Linked DNA regions of Gossypium hirsutum: region 1 is linked to region 2. The links are chromatin contacts, called in public Hi-C maps. All regions are on one chromosome and are shown on one strand. The core of a region is the stretch at or near the end of the contact, and the rest is flanking DNA. Distances in the headings are between cores, read along the strand shown. Region 1 holds the start of LOC107924794. Region 2 holds the start of LOC107924827 (pentatricopeptide repeat-containing protein At3g18110, chloroplastic).

Region 1 (4,601 bases), core at 1,216-3,715, 430 kb before region 2:
GATTTGACTGTGCGTCCCCTGCACCCTAATTAATGCAAAACAGAATGCCCAGTAGTAAACACACGGGCAGAGACACAGGCGTATGTCTCTGCCATGTAAAGGGCACGGCCTTAGGACATGGGCGTGTGCCCAGGCCGTGTGAAGTCTGCACTTGATTTTGGAATTTAATTCGCCACATGGTCTAAGCACACGGGTGTGTGACTTGGTCATGTGACCCTATTTGTGTTGATGATGTCATAAATAGAGAGTTACATGGGCTGAGGACACGAGCGTGTCCTAAGCCACACGGGCGTGTGAGACTACACGGTCTATCCACACGAGCATGTGATCCTGTTTCATGAAATTTTTTCTATATTTTTCTAAAGTTCTAGGATTAGTCCCAAACTACTCCCGATGTATGTTTTAGGCCTCGTAGGCCTATATAAGGGACAATTTGCATGTGTATGAATGGTTTTAAATTGAACGAAGTTTTATGGACGGTTGTGTATGTTTGCTGGTGTTTAAGTCCGGTAATACCTCGTATCCTATCCCGGTGTCAGACATGGGTAAGGGGTGTTACAAGGATCATATTGGGAGAACGGATTTATCCCAAAGAGATTAAGGATATCCTATAAGGGTAACACACTTATGACAAGGTCATTGGATGAGCACTGATTGAGTTGCTTTTGTAATGGTATGTCGTTGAGGAAAGCTCAATCACGATACTCTAGTGGAATAACTTCGTGACTAAATGAGTTTATAATTAATAGATGAAAAGCGAGAACTTAATTATAAAATATTTGAGCCCTAATTACATATGTTCAATCGGTCTTTCTGCTACCTCGTTGAGACCATAAATGAATTGCATGTTGAATCAAATTAACAGAAATGAAAAGAAATGGTGAAAATGGAAACATGAGAAATATTTGGAAATGAATGTGGTTTTCTCCAAAATGAAAATGACTTGGAAATGAATTATGGTTTTTCAAAAATGGAAATAAATCATTTGGTCATAGTGGACCCAAAATGTTAAATATATTTTCTTATAGATTCTTTTACGACAAGGTCTTCATGATTTAACAGAATTAGGATTGGGTTGAGAAAATTATTTAATTGGGAAATTAATTTAAATTAATTTGAGATGTTTATTTTGGGAAATAGAAAAATATATATTAGGTTGGACCGAATTATGAAATACTGGGTTAAAAATTCAAGAAGTATTTGTAATTGGACCCGTTATGAGAAGGGCCCAAAGCCCCTCATGTTAAAGGGTTGAACAGCAAACCCTAGTATTATTAATTACGGTTGTCACCCCCAATACTTCTAGTTAGACTTGGAGTTTATTTTTCTATTTGAAATAGATTTCTACAATTCAACAAGAGTTTTACTTCTTCTCTCTATAAGTAGATGACACCAGTAGGGCTAATTACACAATTTTAAGATGTTGTTATTTTGCATGAAAATAGTGAGAGTTTATTCTCTAAATATTAAATCTATTTTCCGGAATAACAATTTTGTTGGTTTCTATTAAGAAGAGATTTTACTTTCACACTGAAAGTAAAGAAAACTATTTTTGGTACTGTATTTGATTTGAATCATTCAAGCCTACACTCAAAGTAGTTCGTAGTATAAGAATAGTGGAGAAGGCCGTTCGGTTGAAAGTTAAAAAAGACAAGGATCAGTCTAATTGAAAACACAGGTGTAATTTCGATAAAGGGTTCATTGCTATAAATATTACAAATCAATTTAGTTTTTAAAATTTTTATTTTCTGCTATACAAGAAAACCATTTTTGAACCATATTTTTTTCAAGATTAACTGCCTTTAGTTTAGTTGTTGCATGAATTGTTTAAACATCTCTAGGGACAAATTTAGACAATTAAAATGCGGTGTGTTTTGTTCGCATTTGTGACTTGTTTAATTTTTGTTGGTTTCCTATCAACAAATAATTTTTTATTTGAGCTGAAACTGTTTTTATTATATTTGACGGGAGAAGGAAGAGGAGTGGTTTATTGACAGCAAACTTTAGCCTTAACTTGTTTGAATTAGTTTTACATAGTGCTAAAATTGTTTTTAAATTTGCTTGGAACTGAATTTTAGCATTTGAAATTTAAATTATAGATAAAGGATTTAATATAAACCATATCTTATTGACTCTAGATAATAAATAGGCGAGAATAATTTTTTATTCTACGTCATTCTTATCATTTTCTGATAAGAGGATGACAAATCAGATTTTTTCTTTTAATTTTCTAATAAATGCTAAAAATTAGGAATAAAAATCTAATTTGTCATTCTCATATTATAAAAGGATAAGAATAACGTGAAATTACAGTTTTATACAATCATTTTTCTTTAAATAAATAAGCTAGTTGAATGTTATTTTGAGTCATCTCTTTTGGAGTTCTTATGTGAAAGATTATTTTGTAATTTCCTACTATTTACAGCTACAATTATTTTGTAAATAATGTTTGAGACAATCAATTGGAACATAACAGCAAACCGATTTTTTTTTTCAAAAATCAATATTTCTTATAGTTCGAAAAGTATTAATTATACATAACTATATTTTAAAAAGAAAATGTAACTCGCCAATACTTAATAAATAATAATAATAATAAATAAATACTGATTTGTGGAATTGAGAGGAGTGGCCTAGGAAGGGCGTGTGGCTGTCAGCATATGCCTGCTTTATCTAGTCATACCCTCCTTTTGTATCCACACAACTTGAACAACACCAAAGCAGCCACGCCACCTCACTCAACAAAGCCCATAACTAAACCTCTCAAATCCTTTTCTTTTCCTGTTTTCTCTTCCACTGCCAATTGTTCAACCATGTCATCAGCTGTGATTGCAGGTGCCTCTTCTTCTTGTTCTGCCGCCTTCACCAGCAGGAAGAACTACTCCAACAAAACTACCTCCACCCCTTCTCCCAAGGCATTCAATACTTCACAGGTATGACTGTTTGTCATGTCATCTGAATCCTCTCTCAAACTGCTTTCACTTCAGTACCCAATTAACTGAAACCTCTCATTTTGTCCCATGCATGTACAGAAAACCGCACTCCAAGGCTTGTCTCTTCAAGAGGCCAAAGGGGGTATCTCAGATTTCTTCATAGCTGAGAAAAAGAGCAGTGTCTGTTCCAGTCATGTAGGAAGAGGACTTGAGATCACTGCAAGAACTGCCGGTGCTTCAAAAACTATAGAGGTTGAGGTTGACAAGCCTTTAGGTTTGACATTAGGTCAGAAGCAAGGAGGTGGTGTAGTTATCACTGTAAGTTTTGATGTTTCTTCCATCATTGATGTGACAGTATTTTGGCCTTTTCTCTTTCCAATTCAATGTGGTTTTTTAAATGGATGGATACAACTACAGGCTGTTGATGGGGGTGGGAATGCAGCAAAAGCAGGGCTTAAGGCAGGGGATCAGGTACTTTACACTAGCAGTTTCTTTGGGGATGAACTTTGGCCTGCAGATAAGCTTGGGTTCACTAAAACTGCCATACAGGCAAAGCCCGATTCTGTATATTTTGTTGTTAGCAGGTTTGCTTTCTTATCTAAATTTCACTTCTTATCATTTATCTAAATTTAGTTGTATAATTTCAGTGAATAGGTAGAAAGGAGGAAGCTTTTGTTGATAATTTGATATAAATTCATGGAATAACAAAGAAGACGGTAAAATTTCTTCTTTGTTGTGGGTTACAAAGTCACAAATTTTAGTCAATAAAAGGTTATTTCTCACTTTATAGATTTAAATACAAACTCATTTATTGAATATGATTGTCCCATGGGGAATAATCCATGAATGGATTAGGCTTCATGCCAAGAAAACGTGCTATAGTGTGTAGTGAAGCAAATCAAGATATAGTAGTATATGATCTCCTTTTGCACTTTCGAATTTTGGCCATTCACTAAAATGAGGGAGCTTACCAGAGGGTTTAGACAAACAAGGGTCCTTTTCTTCTGTTCTTTTTCTTTCCTTTTCCCAATGGAAATATTGCAGCTAAACCTCCTCTAGGATGTTATTTTTCTTTTTTCCTTGAAGAATATGGATACCGATTCACTTTGAGAAAGGAGACAGTGATATGTTGGCATAGCTGCTATACTGCTACTAAGTCTATTTTTATTATTCTCTTAAATGAAGAAGTCCAGTAAAGATTGCCAATAAAAATGACTTCTGGTTGAGCTCATAGCTTTGCTCAGCCTATTCATGTAGCCACCTTAAAGAAGTGGTATTTAGCAGAACTGGAGTTTGAATTCCAGCATTTTCAACTCCTATCCTCGAAAGGGTTCTTTCATACCAAAAAGATGCCATGTGGTTGTACCCGGTTACTGGACACAATAAAATGATGTATTAGCCTTGAGAATACATCAAAAAATGCCATCTGACAGTCCTTTTGATGTATTGCAGAGGTGCAGAAGTTGATGTTAAACGACTACCAAAACGACCGGCACCACCTCGCTTCGGAAGGAAACTTACTGAGGCTCAAAAGGCAAACATAGCTTTGGCCAACTAAGATTATACTTCACTTTAGATAAAGATTAGCATACTAAGTTACATTTGTGTGTGTATTAAATGAGACTATATAGCACATGTTGAAAGTACTAATGGAATGCAGAATTTTGC
Region 2 (4,594 bases), core at 1,696-4,195:
TCGAACCGCCATCTGTCTGTCGCCGATGACCACCTCGCACGGTGACCGAAGGTAAGAAACTAGTCCCCTTTAATCTCCTCACTTCCCTCATCCCAAATCCGAGTTTAGAACAACAAGAAAACTCCAGAAAATCGGAAAAAACCCAAAGGAACTTTTCGGTTCCGATTTCCCCGATTTGAAGAAGGTGAGAATAATCCCTTTTATTTTTTAAAATATGTATATATATATATATATGGGCACTATATCTGGAATAAACTTGCGAAAAGAAAGGAAAAGTCACCTTTTTTTAAAAATTTCTTTGCTTTTGATTGATATCTATATGTGTCCTCCCCAAAATACATTGTCTGTTTGAGGCTCTTTTATAGCCAAATACAATAACTTTAGTATACTATTTGCTACTGTTTTTGCTTTGCTTTCTTCTTTGGTTTCTTTTTTTATTTCTATTTTGCAGGCCTAGGGGGTCAACGGCGGTGGTAGAGGAGTTGGTGGTGTCAGAGGAGCGGTGGCAGAGGGTAGTTGAAGACCTAGGTGCGGCGCACCTAGGGTTAGGGAGATTAGGTTTTTTCTGAAAGTGTTTAACACTTTGGGCCATCGGACCTTCAATTTGTTTTTGAGCTGTAATTTTAATTGGTTTTTTTGTTTTCTTTTTTTTTGTCTGATTTGGGCTTGTTGGATTTGGGTGTGAATTGGATGTATTGAGCTTTTGAGGCTTGGGCAGAATCGAAATTGTACACTATATATTAGCATAAATGATGTATGATGTTTTGAATTATTTGTGTTTTTGAAATGAGGATTAAGTCAAAAGTACTGTAATCTAATAATTAAGTCTGGAAATGAATATTATGATGAAATGTTATGGTAAGCAAAGTATAATGGAATCGAGTGACAGATTAATAAATGTGCATTTGATAGAAGAATAGTAAAAAGGGGAAAGCTTATGAATAAAAATTGAAATAAATCAATAAAATAGTAACCCGTAGAAGTGATATTGTGATTTATGTTTAAAATGGTAGTAAGCTTAGATTTGATAAGTTGTTGTATAATGGGGTTATATGTAATCTGTAACCGAGTCGATTAGAATAAGCATTTTGCTTATTATATGCTTATGCGTTTATATTATGTTTTAATTGTTTATCATGTGATGCCAGTCTCGAATGGCTAATGAAATTACTTTTTTTATTTTAGATTTTTTTTGTTGTTTATTATCATAACATGTTTCGTAATGATCTTAAATGTGTTAAGAAAAATTATAAGTATCTTCGAACATAAAATATAACACCGCTTATTTAAAATCACAGACAATCTAAGTAAGAGGTTTTACAAATAACTTCAAGTCATAGGGTATCAATACCATCCTCAAACGTGCCAATACCCTAAGCCTAATTTCGAAGATTAGCACGTTTATATAGGCAAGCTGAGGTTTATAATTAGCATTTATAAATCTAATGTTTAATAGTAATTAGAATTGTTTTGATCGAATATAGGTATTGTATAGTCAATAGGATTACTAGAGATGCCTCTGAGCATCAATGATAGCATTGTTTGATTGATATCGTGGCCAATTCAAATTAGAGGTATTACAATCATATTTACATGCTTTTAGTTTATTGTGAATAACATTTAATGATTTAAATTAGTACTACAAACCTGTAAATGGCTTTTTAACTTAATCATTTGTAAGCCCATCAACCTTCATCAGCTCCCTAAATTGCTTAGGCATTGCAACTGAAAAACAAATTCCAATTCTATAAATAAATAAAAAAAGAAATTGAAATAAATTGCAATGGAAAAACAATTCGATATGTGAACCACCGAGTTGCTCAAAAGCTTGCAAGAAGTACCTATGCAACTCTGATGACCAGCACTACCTTCGCTTTTTTTGAGGCTGCCACTTCTCTCTCCTCTTTATTCGCATTTCTATTGTCGCCTGCTATGCCTTTGCTCTCAACTATGTTTTTCTTTATATGTAACCGGAATTAATTATGTACTGGATTATTCATTTAAATTTAAAAGTTTAATTAAAAAGTTAGTGAATTTGAATAAAATATAAATCTGAAAATTAAGTTATGATAAAAAATAAAATTTATTTTCTGAGTTGAACATCGGATGAGATTTTTTGGCTCGGCTCAAACCAAATAAGTTTTTTCACTATTATATTGTTAATATTTTATTGTTATTATTTGGATATTATATAACTTTCATTTTATTGTTAATTTTATTATTATTTTAGAGATATTTACTTGCTAAGTTGCAACTATTTTAGTATTATTTAAGTATAAAGATTTTTTTATTAATTTTTAATTTGTTAAAAAATATTTATTTTAATATATTATATTTTAAAGTCATTTCCATTTTTAACCACATCCTACAATTAAAGGAAAAAGACGTCTAGTTTATTAAATCTTTTCATTTTCTTTATTGTTCAGAGATTCAGAATGAAAAGTCAGAAACTAAAAAAAAAAAAAAATCTCTTTCGAGTGTGGATTCCACAGCTAAATTGACCTAAGCTAATTAGGTTTCTTTTTGTCATCAATAACATTTTCTTTGATTTATGAGATTCTTAATTATAGAGAAATTAGAGTTTTTTTAAAAATAATTTTCACATATATATTAAATTTTTTTATAATTAAATATTTTAAAATTTTAGAATTAGAGTTAAACTAAAAAAAAGTAAATGTTGAGAATTAAATTTTTTTTATTAGGACACATCAATGTACCATTAGGGATTTAAGTCTAAAAATTTATAATTTTTCTAACACGTGTGATGAAATTGAGAAAAAACATTTTAAGTGACCAAAATAGGAGCATCTTCAAACTTGAGTGACCAAAGTAGTAATTTTATGAAATTCTGTAGGCTTGGAAGTCAGATGGGCCAATTAAACCCAAACCAAGTTGGACCCAACTTTTAGGGAAACAGAAACATCTATTCGACCAGCAACTCCCAACTCCAGAATAAACATCCGCTCCGCCCCCCGCCAAAAGCAATGGGGGAGAAATATCTTTTATCTTGTTTTCTTCCGCATCACTCGGCTTGAACTTTGAGAAGGCAAGAGGGCATTGGCCTTGGCCATGGCCATGTCTTGCAATGGAGGACTTGTTGTAACCTTTGCCTCTCCTACTTCAAAGGTATGCATGAACACCTCTATCTCTTGCTCTTCTTCCCACATCTCAACTCCTTCACTAAATGAACACTCAAATGACAGCTCTAGTAATAACATCACATTTAGCTATAGCAGAGCCTCCCCATCTGAGAGATGGCCTCACCTTCAACTTCAACTAGCTGAAACTTACCCTTCAAGTCAAACCCATTTTTCACCTACCTCTCCTCAACTTACCCATGTTGTTAAGGAAGCTGAATTGTCTTTGGAGTCCTCAAAGTCTGAAACTTTGGAAGTGAACGATGAGACCCAGGAGAAGTTGGGGAGAGTAAGTAAGACTAGAGTTAAGAAAATGAGTAAACTGGCATTGAAAAGGGCCAAAGATTGGAGAGAAAGAGTAAAGTTTTTGACAGACAGGATTTTGGGGTTGGAACAAGACCAGTTTGTTGCTGATGTTTTGGATGATAGGAAAGTTCAGATGACACCAACCGATTTTTGCTTCCTAGTGAAATATGTTGGTCAGGAGAACTGGCAACGTGCCCTGGAAGTTTATGAGTGGTTAAATTTGAAGAACTGGTATTCCCCTAATGCCAGGATGCTTGCTACTATCTTGGCTGTGCTGGGGAAGGCCAATCAGGAGATTTTAGCTGTTGAAATCTTTACCAGGGCTGAGCCTGCTGTTGGAAATACCGTCCAGGTTTATAATGCCATGATGGGTGTTTATGCACGAAATGGAAGGTTTCAGAAAGTGCAGGAACTGCTTGATTTAATGCGTAAGAGAGGGTGTGAGCCTGACCTCGTGAGTTTCAATACTTTAATAAATGCCAGATTGAAAGCAGGAGCTATGGTGCCTGATTTAGCTATCAAGCTTTTGAATGAGGTCAGGAGGTCTGGTCTTAGGCCAGATATAATAACTTATAATACTCTTATTAGTGCTTGTTCTAGGGAATCAAACTTGGAGGAGACAATGAAGGTTTTTGACGATATGGACAGCCATAATTGTCAACCTGATTTATGGACTTACAATGCTATGATTTCGGTGTATGGGAGATGTGGGATGGCATATAAAGCTGAGCAGCTGTTTAGGGATTTAGAGTCTAAAGGGTTTTTCCCGGATGCAGTCACATATAATTCATTGTTATATGCTTTTGCAAGAGAAGGAAATGTGGACAAGGTAAAAGAGATTTGTGAAGAAATGATTGAAATGGGGTTCGGTAGAGATGAGATGACTTATAATACAATTATTCACATGTATGGGAAGCAGGGCCAGCATGAATTGGGATTGCAGCTTTACAAGGACATGAAATTGTCAGGGCGGAATCCAGATGTGGTAACATATACAGTCTTGATCGATTCCCTAGGGAAAGCAAATAAGATAAAGGAGGCTTCTAATTTGATGTCAGAGATGTTGGATGCAGGTGTTAAGCCTACTGTGCGGACTTGTAGTGCTTTGATTTGTGGGTATGCTAAGGCTGGAATGGCTGTGGAGGCTGAGG

Evidence for each region. Hi-C and Micro-C count contacts between places; a contact is called where the count stands out from the background.
Region 1: a contact with region 2 is called in a Hi-C map of leaf, with 1.9 times the contacts expected there. The contact joins the promoter of LOC107924794 here to the promoter of LOC107924827 in region 2. A contact is called at or near these places in 7 of 34 Hi-C or Micro-C datasets (callus, leaf and seedling).

Annotation. Positions count from the first base shown.
Region 1 is chrA02:101,665,979-101,670,579 of Gossypium_hirsutum_v2.1, reverse strand. It overlaps LOC107924794, which reads left to right and starts at 2,465. Exons shown (of 6, transcript XM_016855390.2): 1 at 2,465-2,933; 2 at 3,033-3,251; 3 at 3,351-3,517; 4 at 4,386-4,467. The coding sequence starts at 2,661.
Region 2 is chrA02:101,234,778-101,239,371 of Gossypium_hirsutum_v2.1, reverse strand. It overlaps LOC107924827 (pentatricopeptide repeat-containing protein At3g18110, chloroplastic), which reads left to right and starts at 2,945. Exons shown (of 4, transcript XM_016855438.2): 1 at 2,945-4,594. The coding sequence starts at 3,070.